Linked DNA regions of Macaca mulatta: region 1 is linked to region 2. Evidence: chromatin contacts called from public Hi-C data. All regions are on one chromosome and are shown on one strand. The core of a region is the stretch at or near the end of the contact, and the rest is flanking DNA. Distances in the headings are between cores, read along the strand shown.

Region 1 (4,910 bases), core at 2,303-4,802, 200 kb before region 2:
CCCTGTGGCCAAATGGTCTAATGCCTGTTCTTGCAGATAAAGCTTTAGTGGAACACTGACACACCCACTCATTTACATATTGCTTCATTTACATACTCCTTAGCCTGAATACAGTTGGTTCTTGTTATTCCTGGTAGCTATGTCCTATAAAGTTGCCTCCAATATTGAATTAGCAAATACCGAACCAGGCTGGGTTCCTGCAAGCCTACGGACACATTTTTGCCATCTTGTTTTATGTGTGATTCTGTTTAAAGTGATCTTATTCAATATATAGTTGATTCATTAACACTGGACTCACAACCAACATGAGTTATATCATGCCTGAACAGTTGATCTAAGAAACCTGTTTTCTTTCTTTTTTTTTTTTTTTTTTTTTGATACGGAGTCTGGCTTGGTTGCCCAGGCTGGAGTGTAGTGGCCGGATCTCGGCTCACTGCAAGCTCTGCCTCCCGGGTTCACACCATTTTCCTGCCTCAGCCTCCCGAGTAGCTGGGACTACAGGCGCCCGCCACCTCACCCGGCTAGTTTTTTTTTGTATTTTTTTAGTAGAGACGGGGTTTCACCATGTTAGCCAGGTTGGTCTCGATCTCCTGACCTTATGATCCGCCCATCTCGGCCTCCCAAAGTGCTGGGATTACAGGCTTGAGCCACCGCGCCCGGCCAAGAAACCTGTTTTCTTCTGCCACACATCACAGCCTTCTTGGACTTAAGAACACCACCAGACAGCACTTCAGCCCTATGCTTGGGGCGGGGGGTCGGGGGTCGGGGGGTGGGCAGGGCACTTTAAACCACGAAATCGGGCAGTGGCTCACACCTGTAATCCCAGCACTTTGGGAGGCTGAGGTGGGCGCATCACCTAAGGTCAGGAGTTCGAGACCAGCATGGCCGACATGGCAAGACCTCGTCTTTACCAAAACTACAAAAATTAACCGGATTTGGTGGTGGGCTAATCCCAGCTACTAGGGAGGCTGCAGCAGGAGAAGGGGGGAACACCTGAACAGGAGGTGGAGGTTGCAGTGAGCCAAGAGTGCACCACTACACTCTAGCCTGGGCGAGAGCGAGATTCCGTCTCAAAAGCAAAACACAGCAAAATCACCAATAAAAAACACGAGAATGAAAAAAAACAAAAAACAAAAAACAGGGCACTAAATAGAACACAATAAGGACCCTTGTTTACAGCAGGACAGCTGAAACAAGGCAGGGCATCACCTGTTTGACTTTAGCTGAGAACATGGACCTCGAGCAACTCAAATTTTTTCCCACTGCTCTGCATTTGCCACAAAAGCACTGAGAGTACTGATTTTGGGGTTACAAATGCATTTTAGCTATTAGGGAAATTCACAAATGTGGAATCCGTGAATAATGAGGATCAACTGTAGTTGCAACTGAGACCATTTGGCTCTTTAGAAGAGACCATGTCTCTTCTAAAATAGTTACTGACCCTGTGCAGACATCTGCTGCCCCTTGCTCTAGCCTGTTAGAAAAAAACTCACTTTCTTGTTCTTGAAACCACTGAGTTTTGGAGTTTCTCTGTTACTGCAGCTTATTGTACCCTAATACAGGTTATAAAGTCTATGTTCTTCCCGCCACACAGTGCCATCTCATTTCACCATTCATAAACCATCCTCTTCACATTTCCATCAACCTTTTTCCTACCTAGTATAGGCCAATATTTCTCAAGGGGTGCTACTAAAACTACCTGCATCACCACGGGGTGTGCGTGGCTTGTAAAAAAAAAAAAAAATGCTGATTCTGGCCGGGTATGGTGGCTCATGCCTATAATCCCAGCACTTTGGGAGGCTAAGGTGGGCAGATCACTTGAGGTCAGGTGTTCAAGACCAGCCTGGCCAACATGGTGAAACCCCGTCTCTACAAAAATACAAAAATTAGCCAGGCATGGTGGCACGTGCCTGTAATCCCAGCTACTTAGGAGGCTGAGGCACAAGAATCGCTTGAACCCAGAAGGCAGAGGTTACAGTGAGCCAAGATCATGCCACTGCACTCCAGCCTGGGCAACAGAGCGAGACTCTGTCTTTAAAAAAAAAAAAAAAAGCAGATTCCTTATTAAGAATGCACATCAAAGTCCTACTGAATTACTCGGGGTGTGGGAAGAGTTCAGCTCTCCATTTTTAACAAGCTCTGTGACTCTATGCATGCTAAAGTTTGAGAATCACTGAACTCACTAGTAAGCCTGAAGAAGACTATGACCCAGTACCTCTCCTGCAACCTCCAGGAGGATGCCCTAAGGGAAGGGAAACGGGAAGCAAGATGAATTTCCAGGAAGACCACCTGTGCTGATTCCCAGGCTCCAGCACTTCTACCATCTCAGCCTGGGTTCCACCTGAAACCTCAATTTCCTCATCTGTACAAACCTCACAGGCCTGCAGTGAGGATTAACTGATAATGCAATGAAAGTAGCACACGGTGGTTGCTCAATATGCATGTTTTCTTTCCCTTCAATATGCAGCAAATTATTTTTAAGCCATTCCGTCACATCACCAATTCCAGAATTTGTCAGACAGGCCTCTGAGCCCAAGCTAAGCCATCATATCCCCTGTGACAGGCATGTATAAATCCAGATGGCCTGAAACAACTGAAGATCCACAGAAGAAGTGAAAATAGCCTTAACTGATAACTTTCCACCATTGTGATTTATTTCTGCCCCAACCTAACTGATCAATGTACTTTGTAATCTTCCCCACCCTTAAGAAGGTTCTTTGTAATTCTCCCCACCTTCGAGAATGTACTTTGTGAGATCCACCCCCTGCCCCCAAAACATTGCTCTTAACTCCACCGCCTATCCCAGAACCTATAGGAACTAATGATAATCCTCCACACTTTGCTGACTTTTTTCGGACTCAGCCCGCCTGCACCCAGGTGAAATAAACAGCCACGTTGCTCACACAAAGCCTGTTTGGTGGTCTCTTCATACGGACGCATGAGACCCAATTATCTTTACATATTCCCAAAGTAATTCTGAAGATACAAGCTTCCACACTCTGGAGGAAAAATTTCCCCTTTTAGAGGATATTTAAACCATTAGTAATATACACCAGAATGGGCTCCCTCATCTTTGCGTCCTAGTCCTTTGGGAGTTCCCCTCATCTACAGGTCCCTATTTCTCTGGGGTCTCCCTCACCTTTGTACCCATCCCTTTTGTTCTGTGTCCCTCGCTTTCAGTTCCCTCACTTCTATGCCAGGCCGTCTTTGGGGCTCCCCTTCACTTCCATGTCTCTTCCTCTCTGGAGATGCCCTCTAGTCTGGTTCGCCCATCGGGTACCCTCTCCTGCTAACTTGCCTCCGGGAACCCCGTGGGCCTTCTCACCCCTCCCGTCCCTCTCCCCAAGCCTCGTCGCCCTCTCTTCCTCCGCTTGCCTCCTCCTCCCACCTACAGCCCAGCCCAGCCCATCCCTTATCCCGCGGCCAGGAGAAGGCAACTAACGAGGTGGCCCAACCCCCACTTTTCCCCTCACCTCTAGAGCGACGCCCAGATTCTCCCGCTTCTTTTTAGTCATGTTAGTTGCCCGGATCCCCAAGTCATCACTGGACGCGCCCACCAAGTCGCTATGCGCATGCTCAAGTCTTCATGCTTCTCCCTCATTGGCCACCAAGGCAGCGGGAGGTGGGGCTGCTGGCGTCGCCATCTTGTTGAGGGGCGCGGCCGGCTTGGTGCGGACATGTTTATGAGGGGCAACCTCTAGCTTGAGGTCTCAGCCTAGGTGGGTGGAGGAAGGAAAAGTCGGTACAGGGAGGCACAATGGACAGTCCGGGAGTGGACCTGCCCTTTTCTTCCCCAGTTTTAAGTCACTTTGCATCACTTAGATCCTTTTTTAACCCCATGTTCTCTTTCAGTGTGTTTTGTGTTTCAGCAAAAACCCTGTCCCTGTTTAGGCCACGCCCCTGATTCAAATTCTGTCCATCCTTCAAGGCCCGTGCAGGAGCCCTGAGCTCCTCCGCCAGTGGAATCTGATAATGACCTTCTGTTGTTATTTTTCCTTTGTGTCTTGACTTCTTTTTGTTTTGTTTTATTGTAAGAACAGCCTACAAACATCACAGAATACATATAACTGAGAAGCAGCATCCTTTATTCTACCAACCTTATCAGTTACTCTTTGCTTCTGTTTATTCCTCCCAGGCTTGGCCTCACACACAGTATTTTATATTGTTGTAATCCTACTATACTGTACACCATAGACCTACGGCCTTTGAAATGTTTTGACTGTGACCCCATGATAAAAAGTATACTTTATACCATGGCCCAATTATCCATGAAACCAAAACCAAAGTTTCACAGTAAGTACCTTTACCACCTGTGATGCACTCTGTTATTTTCTATTCTTGCCTATTTAATTAAAAAAACAAGGCCGGGCATGGTGGCTCAGGCCTGTAATCCTGTGTCCAGAGTTGGTTCCTTCTTGTGGGTTCTTGGTCTTGCTGACTTCACAGTGAGTGTTACAGTTCTTAAAGGTAGCATGGACCCAAAGAGTGAGCAGCAGCAAGATTTATTGTGAAGAGCCAAAGAACAAAGCTCCCACGATCATGGAAGGGGACCTGAGTGGGTTGCCACTGCTGACTGGGAGGTGGCCAGCTTTTATTCCCTTATTTGTCCCCACTTACAGAGTGCTAATTGGTCCATTGTGCAGAGTGCTGATTGGTCCATTTTACAGAGTGTTGATTGGTGTGTTTACAATCCTTTAGACACAGAGTGCTGATTGATGTATTTTTTCAGAGTGCTGATTGATGCATTTACAATCCTTTAGCTAGACACGGAGTGCTGATTGGTGTGTTTACAATCCTTCAGTTAGACACAGAGCACTGATTGGTGCGTTTTTACAGAGTGCTGGTTGGTGCATTTACAATCCCTTAGCTAGACACAGAGTGCTGATTGGTGTATTATAATCCTTTAGCTA
Region 2 (4,244 bases), core at 364-2,863:
GAAGCCGAAGCAACAGCGGGGAAGGCGAGCCCGCCGCCCGACCGCGGTGCTGACAGCCGGCTCACCCGCAAGCCGCGCGGCAACTCCGGCTCATGCATCGCTTGGCTTCCACTCCGGAGGCCGAGCCAGGACGAGCTTTCGGTGCAAGTCGCTGCACCAGTCCTGGGCTGGGTCTGTCCGGGTCTCCCGAGCCGACCGGGTGCTCTCAAGGGTTCCTAATCATTCCCGCCTCTAGCAGGGTGTGGGAAAGTGGGTACCTCCCCCTGACATCCCGGCTTCACACCAGACCCTACGACCAGCCCCTGTGTTCCGAAGCAGCTAGCTCGGTCTCCTCGCGCCCTGGAAAGGGCGGGGACGCGGGCATCCACTCCAGAGTCCGAGTCGAGGTCTCCACCAAACCCCGGCAGCGCGCACTTTGCGCCTCTTGCAAAGTTTCCGCGCGGGGCTAAGCCAAGGTGGAGCGGGACGCGGGCTCTTACCGTAGACTCCTTGTCCCCGGCAGTGGAAGGGGATCAACGCCAGAAGTAGAAGGCAGGTCACCTCCATCTTCACGGCCGGTGCTTCATCCCCGCGAGGCGGCGCAGCCCGAGAGGCGGCGGGGGGCGCATTCGCCGGGGCCCCGCGTCGCCCCTATGCCCCCCCCCTTTCCCTGAGAGGTGACAGAGAGAGTGGCGACGAAGACCAGGAGATTGAAGAGGCGGAGGTAGCGGAGACCCGGGTTTCTCCTCCGGCGGGGTCGCAGACCGCGTGGGGACGCAGGGGGCGCTGGCCCAGCCCCGGGTGCCTCCGCGCGCCCGGCACAGCAGCCAGCGCCCCGACCCGAGGAGCCCGGCCGCCGAGCGCCGCGGGTCCCCAGGGCTGTCCGCGCGGGATGCTGGGCGCCGGGGACCTCTCGGCGGCGGCGGCGGCGCTTCGATCCAACAGGCCACGGACGACTGACAAACTTGTCGTTTCCCCGCACTGGGGCCGCCCCTCAGCGGAGCGGAGTCGGGGAGGCCGGGGCTCCGCTCGAGTTAATCCGCTGTTTCCAGTCCTGCGGCCGCTGCCGTGGGCTCAGCGGCCCCACTCAGGGGGCCGGGCTGAACGCACTCGCGGCGGCGAAGGAGCCCCGGGTCCGGCCCTCCTGATCCGGGGAGCAGCGCGGGCTGGGTTCGGCCGAGGGACGAGCGCCGCGCGTCCCCGGGTCCGTGAAGTTAGCCGAGTCGCCGAGAAACCCGGGGGAGGAATAGCAGCCCGGCGCCCCGCGGGAATCTGGAGAGCAATTCCAGGCAAGAGGGGCCCCAGAAAACGGGGAAAGGAGGAAAGTTTGAGTCTTTTGAAAAATATTAGCGCTCTCCCCCAGGCCGGGGCTGCGGCGCGGGCGCCGCTAGCCGCCTCCGCTCGCCTCGCTCCTCTCCCGCCGTCTGGCCGCGGCCGTGGCGCTCCCGGGCTCCGAGCTCTCCGGAGAGCGGGGCTGCGCCGCACCCCAAGTTGGTCGTCCCCGCCCCCGCCCGGCGGCCTTGGCCTGCGGGGGCCCAGAGCGGGCGGGGTCGGGCCGGGCTCCTGGGCGCGGCGGCCGCTCGGCTCCGGGTCGCGGGAGCGCTCCGCTCGCTCAGCAACTTGGGCTTTGCTGTGCTGCTTTTTCGCCCCTCCGAGGTTTTCATTCCGCTCTCCTCCCGCCTCCCTCCCTCCCTTCCTCCTCCCTCCTCCTCGCGTCTCCTCGTTCGGTCTCTCGCTCTCCCACCCGTTGTCGCTCGCTCTCCTGTTTGATTCCCCTCCAGTTAAAAAAAGGAGCCAATTAAAGGCAGCCCAGCTCGCCTGGCCCAGCCTCTGTCCAATTCCCTCGCCTCCCCCAGGACCAATTAGAGAAAACAAAACAGGGCTGGGGGAAGCTGACTGCCTGCCTTTCTCTCTCTCTCTCTCTCTCTCTCTCTCTCTCTCTCTCTCTCTCTCTCTCTCCTCTCCTCTCTCCTCTCCTCTCCTCTCCTCTCCTCTCCTCTCTCTCTCTCTCTCTCTCTCTCTCCTCTCTCCTCTCCTCTCCTCTCTCTCTCTCTCTCCTCTCTCTTTTTTCTCTCTCTCTCTCCTCTTCTCTCTCCTCCTCTCTCTCTCCCTCTCTCCTCTCTCTGCCTTCCTCTCCTCTTTCCTTTTCTCCTTTCCCTCTCTCTTACTCTCTCCGCCCCCTAACATTCCCCCCGCAACCCCGCCCAGCAGGAAAATGTCAGAAAGCAGAAATGGATCCATCTATCCCGAGGACAGTGGCGGAGGGACCTGGGTTTCGGCGCGGGCTCTGCAGCCGCGCGCTCGCACACTCGTTGTTCGCCAGCCTTGCACACCCAGACTAGCTGGCCGAGCCGGAAGCACCATTGCCAGCAGCCCGCGGGGCAAGCACGGCCGCTCGCTCCGGGGACCCAAGCTCTCAGGGCACTGCACACTTCGTAAATGTTTTGCACTTTGGGGAGGCGGGACTGAAGCGGGGATCCTGGGGAAAGGCCGGGCGCCTGCTGTTACTGGGGTCGTGCAGCCGCGCGAGCCGGGCCGCGGCTGTGGGTCTGCAAGGCTGTCTGCCCGGCTCGGGAGGCCCCCGCCCCTTTTCAGGCGTCTGGTGCCGGGGCCAGGCCAGAGCAGCTGGCGGAGAGGTCGCGCTGACAGCTCCTGCCCTTGCCGCGGCCCACAGGTTGCCAACAGGTTTGTTCTCACGACCCCTCCGCCAGAGCTTCCCTAAGTCACCCCACATTTTCCTTGGCTAGCCGCTCTCCCCATCTTGCCTCCTCTCGGGACCTCAGGCGCCCCCAAGCGCCCCGGGGGCACACCTCCTTCCGGCTGCCGAGCCCGGGCCCCGCTCCAGCCGCGGGAGTCCGGTAGTCGGGTCTCAGCCGCCTCTAAGGGGCCCTCGGGGAGCAGGGGTGCGGAGAACGCTCCTCCCAAACGCCTGCGGGGAGGGGCGTAGCCTGGCAAGCCAGGCGGGTGGCCTCCCCCGCGCCTCCGATCCCGCCCCGCGCCCAACCCGTGTCCTGCTAATCTCACCTGCTCCACCTGTCGCCGTTATTTGTCTCAGCGTGTGCGCAAGAATTGTTTTAGGTCGGCCCGTGGGAGCGCAGACAATCGCAGCAGCTAACAAGCAGGGAGACTACAACCCCCACCCCGCTTCGACCCCCGGAATCGCTCAATATCTTGATGGTGGTTCCACGACTCTATGCATTTGTCAAAACGCAAAGATCTCCACACCCCAAAAGGGTTAATTTGTCTGCATATAAATTGAAACATAAATTTTTAAAAAATAATAATAATAATGAACCGCCCCTTTCCCAGGCCCATTTCCTGCTGGGTCCCTCCTCCCTTGACTCTCCAGGGCTTAGCCCCACCCGAGCGCGCGCTCCTGACTGCTGGGAGGGGAGTGGGAGGTGTCGGGAAGTGCCTGGTGGCATGGGGGGTTCCATCTCCCTTTCTCACCCCCTTTCTGTCCTTCTCGGGAAGCCCAAGAACATCCGAAGACTCCTGTTCTCTAGCCCACCTCCACTCGTTTGCGCCTCCCTTGTGCCCTCTTCCCTCTTCTCTCTCCTTTCTGCCCCGTGGGTCCAAGGCTGATAGGGGGTCCAGACTCAGTGCGGTGCACGCAGCAGATGCCAGCTGCAGACGTGTTCAGTGAATTCACGAATGATGCCCATCATGGCCAGATATCACAGACCTGGGATACCCTCAGAGTAGCCATCCTTTCACTCCCCAGCCCCCGACTGTTACCTCAAAGGCAAAATTTTCATTTTCTGTCCCACAGAGATACACAGCCACCATGCCTCTTCCTACCCACCCCCCCATCCAGTCGGAAAAGGAAGTGGTGCCAGTTGAGAGAGTGATGAGGACTAGCTGCTTCTATTGTCATCCTCTTCCCATTATTAGAGGGTTCCTGGAAGTCCCCACCCCTTCCAGGAAGCTCTCAGGGAGTGATCACAGCCGCTGTGGCTTGCCCATTCTGAGCTGAATGTGTACTTCTCTATGTCATGGGAAACTGCCCTCTGATTTTCCAATTAGCTGTTCCAACACCAAACAGCAGTCAGTTGCTCCTTTTTGGCTTTGGGGTGAGTTACTGGGGACAGGGAACTGCACTGACTCAGCTGACATTCTCTTGACTTTGCCTTCTCTAAACTCACACACTAGCCTGGAGGAGAGAGAGGTTCATGATGGCGGGTTGGGGGAACAGAGGACCAAATTAGCCAGGCTGGGATTGAACATTTGCTATAGCTAATCCACTTGTGAATACTCTGCAGCTA

What was found. A called contact is a pair of places that touch in the nucleus more often than the background predicts.
Region 1: a Hi-C map of fetal cortical plate shows a contact between it and region 2, with 2.4 times the contacts expected there. The contact joins the promoter of CCDC167 here to the promoter of MDGA1 in region 2. A contact is called at or near these places in 4 of 14 Hi-C or Micro-C datasets (cortical neurons, fetal cortex germinal zone, fetal cortical plate and 1 more).

The regions. Positions count from the first base shown.
Region 1 is chr4:144,729,165-144,734,074 of T2T-MMU8v2.0, reverse strand. CCDC167 (coiled-coil domain containing 167) reads right to left here and starts at 3,552. Exons shown (of 4, transcript NM_001261613.1): 1 at 3,474-3,552. The coding sequence starts at 3,515.
Region 2 is chr4:144,529,198-144,533,441 of T2T-MMU8v2.0, reverse strand. MDGA1 (MAM domain containing glycosylphosphatidylinositol anchor 1) reads right to left here and starts at 1,613. Exons shown (of 16, transcript XM_078000049.1): 1 at 480-1,613. The coding sequence starts at 546. LOC144340616 reads left to right here. Exons shown (of 4, transcript XM_078001050.1): 2 at 287-386; 3 at 485-2,600; 4 at 2,691-3,270. The coding sequence ends at 2,701.